2 separate regions of the Triticum aestivum genome follow, and region 2 is linked to region 1. Evidence: chromatin contacts called from public Hi-C data. All regions are on one chromosome and are shown on one strand. The core of a region is the stretch at or near the end of the contact, and the rest is flanking DNA. Distances in the headings are between cores, read along the strand shown.

Region 1 (2,826 bases), core at 198-2,697:
TCATCATTTTTCGGTTTTCACCGTTTTCCTTCGGGTTTTATGTATTCCTTGGGTGCTTTTTCTTGTTCCTTATGTTTCTCCCATTTTTACTATTTTTCTTCTTCCTTCCGTTTCTTCCGTTTTGACTATTTTTCTTCATTTTCAACACATGTTCACAGTTTTCATACGCAATTATACATTATACATACACATCAGGAACAATTTTCTAATTCATGTTTGAAATTTTATGAAAATGTTTGATGATTACCTTTTTAATACATATCGTACATTTTCAGTATATATCAGGAACACTTTCTAATACATGTTTAATAAAAATACATGATTAACATGTGTTATACACGAGCAACATTTTATAAAATTTATGTTTTATGTTCAAAAGTTTAAATACACGTTCTTAGGTTTTTTATAAACGCCAGCAGCATTTTAATTTGTACATGCTTAATATTTTTTAACTATTTTTATTTGATTTTTTAACACAGTACAGATACAGACGCTCATGCATGCGCACATACATTCATTCCTATGAACACACGCATGCACGCACTCATACCCTACCCTCTATGAGCACATTCAAGAGACTGAACTAGCACATTATCCTGAGAATGATGAAGTCACCATAGACGTCTTTATAGTCGACGGGAGTGTCTCCTCCCACTGAACGCACATCACCGAAAAGTCTGAAATAAATCCAGAAAAATGCGAGCACCAAGTCTAGGGCTTGAACCCAGATGAGTTGGGGTTACCACTATCCTCCTAAGCATCCAACCACAGGTTGATTCGCTAACTATGTTTATTTGATGACTACTTTTTTTCACACATATTGTATACTTTTGGTATCAGGAACAGTCTTATACACGGTTATCATTTTTGAAATATATGATTAACTTTTTATACACAACCAAATTTTTTTTTAATTTATATTTTTTTATTATCAATGTTTAATACGCATTCGACATTTTTGGTATACACCGGGGGCATTTTTTATACACATTTAAATTTTTCTAAATAGATGATTAACATTTTTCAAATGCTTGAATAACACTTATAAATACATGGTCTACTTTTGTGAGACACATTGAATTTTTCCTATACATTCTTTATACATGAGAAGCGTTTTTTTCTATACACATTTAACGTTTTACAAATGCTAGATTAACATTGTTTAATTGTTTAATGTAGAGTGTTTTTAATATTATATTTAGAATATTTGGAAGTATAAACAAAAGTAAAAAAATAAAGTAAAACATGAAAACAAAAATAACGTGAAAAAACAGAAAAAAGAGGCTGTGGTCTCCCGCGAGATGGGCCGGGCTTTAGCGGCCTTAGCTTCTCCCTGTGTATGGGCCGGGAAGCCCAACACATCTGACCAAGTCTGTCCTCTCTCTTGTGGCTTTTTATGCTAGCCAACCGGTATCATCCGACACCAATCTCCCCTAAAAAAAATTCGACACCAATCGAGAGGAAGTTTTTCTCGCGGTAGCAGAGCGGTGAACGACGACGACGATGGAGACCCTCCCCTGTGATTTTCGGGAGGGGATGGAAACCCTACCTTGTGAGATTCGTCAGGCGATGGAGGTACTGAACAAGGATAAGGCCGACCGGATCCAGGAGATTGCGGAGAAGCAGGCGATCGAGATGATCCAATGGTACTATGATAAGCTGAAGGAGAAGGAACCGGATTCTTATGAAGACTCGTCATCGTCTGATGACGAAGACTCGTGTGAGTCTGATGAAGATAGGTGTCGTCGTGACTGGAACCGTCTATATGCCGGTATGTTCGGCTCCTTCGATGATTTCAGTAAGCCCTTCCGCCGAATTCGCTTGGCAACGACGAAAACCGCCATTGATGCACATGCTTATCAAAATCCCTCGTATTTATGCGTGCAGCTGCTATCCCAGCCATGCGTTACACGGATAAGCCCGCGCCTCCCAACTTCGCCTGGGAGGATGATACTCTTCAGATCTTTTCAATCGAAGTCATGGGAATAGAGCAGCAAAAATTAGAGTGGCCGCTAGGTGTGTTTGGTATGGTTGCCGCACGCGACTCGCTGGATCACGATCGCTGGATCACAATCACAACATTATCTTCAGTCGTGAACGGGACAATCGTCAGACCATCAGTGAGGAGGTTTGGACTCTCACTTGGCAAATTCTAATGATTAGTTAACATAATTAGTTAACTTCTGTTTGCTATTATGTGATTTATAAGTATATAATGTGCTTGTTTTTATACCCCCATCAACTGTACATTGTTGCCCATTTACTTAATTGTTTCGTGCAGAGTCCCTATCTAGAACTCACAGGCCCTACACGTGCTGTTGTGGTGTCGGATCGTGCGGACTTTGAGGTTAAGCTGAAAGTGAAGGGCGCTAGTGAATCCGAGGATGAATATTTAAGCTGTGTATCTATTCCCTACAATTGCTATTCCAGACCCACTCGCTCACGCTTGGTTGAGAAGCTTGAGACTAGCAAGCTCACCACACTCAAGTTGACACTTGGCTTCATCATCGACTCTATGGAGGCCACGATCAGCGTGAGGGTTATCAGTGGATTATGGACAGAGAGTTCTCGAAGTTTATTTACTGCCAGTACCGCCAGCATAGATCACATGAAAGTCGCGTTGCTCGATTTCGGAGGCGACGGATTGCCTGTTGCCGCTGATGGCAAGGTTCAGCTTTCGCGCCGTGTTGCTTCTGTCGAGCTTGCTGGTGAGCTAAGAGTCTCCGCTGAGGCTCAGTGTGAAGATGAGACTTTGGCTTATGTCAAAGTTTTTACACCAAGGAAGGCCAGTAGAAGCCATGGTATCCTCAACGTTGGATCCTGTAA
Region 2 (2,826 bases), core at 124-2,623, 130 kb before region 1:
TAGCTATAGTGTTGAGCATGTCCAGCGTTTCAGCATCAGGCTTCACCCCATATTTCTTTGCAGTTGAAGGGTGAGAGAACTCCGAGAGGGGGATCAAAGCTGAAATGGAAGAAAGAAATGAGTACAGTGAGCACTGAGCAGTAGGCCACAGTTGTAAAACACGTTGATACAAGGTGTGAGCACACTAGGATCTTTCACATGTAAACTGCATGAACAAGGAATATCACACAAGCCATTCATGGTTAAATTCGCTATATGAACAGGAATAACTAGTTTACTCATTGATGCGTCCATATTTATCGCTGCCGTACATTAAAAAATGTAACATAATCTAAGCCGCAATGATGGATAGAGTATCTTGATTCTTTGGAACATAACTGTTGTGCATTAAGAAAAAAAAGAAACCTATTGGCGGACAGAACGGTTCTCTGAAGCTTAAATTGGAAGTGTAGCAAATCCTATGATCCCTGTGTAGTCATTACAATTTGCAAGCGCCAACAAATTACTATTGTTCATCCAGGTTAATGTTTAGCAAAACAAACAGGTTAGACCCGGAGCTTAATAAGAAATGGTTAGATCCAGAGTTTAGATCGAGTGGTCAGTTCGGCAAACCGAAATCGGCGCCGCTGCTCCAGAGTTAAAGCGACACCTAGGATCGGTTGCCAACCGCGCCCCGGACAAGCCATGCTCTGTCTTCGCTAGCCCCCCTTCTAAATCCAGTCAAAACAAATTCTACAACCAGAGCAGGATATTGCTGGTGTTATGCTCCGGTACAGCGAAAGGCAGACCAATTAATTCCAAGACAAGAAGCAAGTAGGCAACAGACATGACCACGAACATACGCGTGCGGGTCATGGCAACCGCTACCCCTTGCGCCGACGCGGCTCGTACAGATCGGAATCTTAGCACGGATCGGGGGGATTGGTGGGCGCGACAAGGAACTAAGATCAGGAGCAGCAAGCAGGCTGACAGGTACACAACTGGTTGCGGTACAGTAGCAAGAACAGGAGGACTAGGGAGGAAGAGGAGGAAGGAGTTTGGTTGGTACGCACGCGAGCCGGAGGCCTCCCAGAGGAGGGTCTCGCCCTGCTCGTAGTCGGGGTCCTTGAGGACGTGCAGGAGGAGCAGGTTGTCGCCGGAGCGGAGCAGGTTGTCCGCCGCCCACTGCAGCGCCGCGCGGCTCCCCTCCGAGAAGTCCACCGCCAGGCCCACCCACCTCTCGCCGTCCGCAGCCATGGCCGATCTCTTCTCTTCTCCTCGCTCGGCTCTTGGGTGGTGGTGGAGGTCACCGCTGTTTGGAAGGAAAAGTTGGGAGACGCAGGAACAATTAAGGACGACGACGACGGTGGTGGCCTTCTCTTGTCGGCCAGAGGATATTTGTTTGACGCGGTGCGGTGCTACATGGCATGTGTGCGTGATTGAGGGCGCCCACATGCGCACCCGCTGGGACACCTTTGGAAATTTCCCTCTCTGCCTCCTGCAAAGATTCTTCTTTCTCCTAATGTTTGTTCGCAATCTGGAAATATTTCAGAAACTTGGGGCAATTATTATTACAGATTTCGGCGTGTAATCTAGTATAGTACAAGATGATTTCTGCATGGACAGATTTCGTGACTCCTTGGGGGAATTATGGATTTAACCCGCAAAAGAAAAGGAATTATTGAATTTTGAAACTTGGAAAATATCCATACTCGACACTTGAATTACTGTATTTTTGTTGCCAGTTCTAGAGCAACTAAAAGTTCCCCTCTGACGAAAAGTCCGGCTGAAGGTTCTACAAGAGACAAGTTTCTTTCTGCCAATTCATCAAAGCCAAGTTTGAAACGGTGGTGTGGACTCCACGCGCTCTCTCTCTCTCCATCAAATTAAAATCATTAAGCTACCCATGAAGGGCGGCCAACCAGCTATCCCATGTGGCGCAAGCTGGTTGGCCGCGGTGAGAAATCTTTTGTTATTTTTTTAGATGAAAGTGTGGATTATTTTTCAAATGTATTTTTTTAGATGGAGATGAGGATCTCTGGTATTTTTTAAATGAAGGGTTATGCAAAGTGGCACTCGCTGATAGGCTGTTGTGGATTTTTTTTCTTTTTTACTTTTTTTTAGATGAAGGTGAGGATTTTTTTTAAATATTTTTCAGACAGAGGCGAAGATCCAAGGACTTTATGTATTATTTTATTAAAAGAAAATATGCATACAACTTTCTCTCAAACGGCGTAACCGGGTGGCGCCCCATATGCCAACAGGCGTACTACCATGCCAAGTGCTGCACGACTATGGCACGCCACGGCGCGGTATGCTTCTGGAGTGATCACCAGCGCTGATGGGGACAGCTGAAGGTGCCGATGGATATTTGGAGGTCCACGTCACAATCTCGTGTGTGCATTTTCCTCTTTTCGGTTGTTTCTTCCCCCGTTCGCACCGAAAAGTTTGGTCTGGTTACTTTTTTTTACGAGGAAGCGTTTAAGAGCAACTTCGATGGGCCGACCCAAACGGATGATGTTTTTATTCGTTTTTTGTCCGCTTGGATCGGCAACACAAACGTCCGACGTTGTGTTTGGGTCGGCGTGAGCGCCCAACGCTGGCCCGACCCATTTCGTCGACGCGCCAAAAAAAATATTGCGAGCAGTTTGAAAATAAATATATGCATTTAATTAAACATAAAAGCCGGTCACGAAGGCCGGCGAAAGTCCACATTACATTAATAAAAACACTAAAAACAAGATGACGTGCTGCCCTAGGCGTTCTCGTCGGCGGCGGCGTCTGCGTCGGGACCGGTGAGGTCGATCAACGTCGACGCAGGGCCGTCCCAGGGGAACGCCGTGTTCC

Evidence for each region. A called contact is a pair of places that touch in the nucleus more often than the background predicts.
Region 2: a contact with region 1 is called in a Hi-C map of leaf, with 2.6 times the contacts expected there. The contact joins the promoter of LOC778414 here to the promoter of LOC123103920 in region 1. A contact is called at or near these places in 3 of 5 Hi-C or Micro-C datasets (leaf and an unstated tissue).

Annotation. Positions count from the first base shown.
Region 1 is chr1A:106,075,768-106,078,593 of IWGSC CS RefSeq v2.1, reverse strand. It overlaps LOC123103920, which reads left to right and starts at 1,447. Exons shown (of 3, transcript XM_044525714.1): 1 at 1,447-1,771; 2 at 1,888-2,128; 3 at 2,282-2,404. The coding sequence starts at 1,504. The coding sequence ends at 2,294.
Region 2 is chr1A:106,210,563-106,213,388 of IWGSC CS RefSeq v2.1, reverse strand. It overlaps LOC778414 (universal stress protein PHOS34), which reads right to left and starts at 1,373. Exons shown (of 4, transcript XM_044462354.1): 1 at 1,053-1,373; 2 at 1-99. The coding sequence starts at 1,236.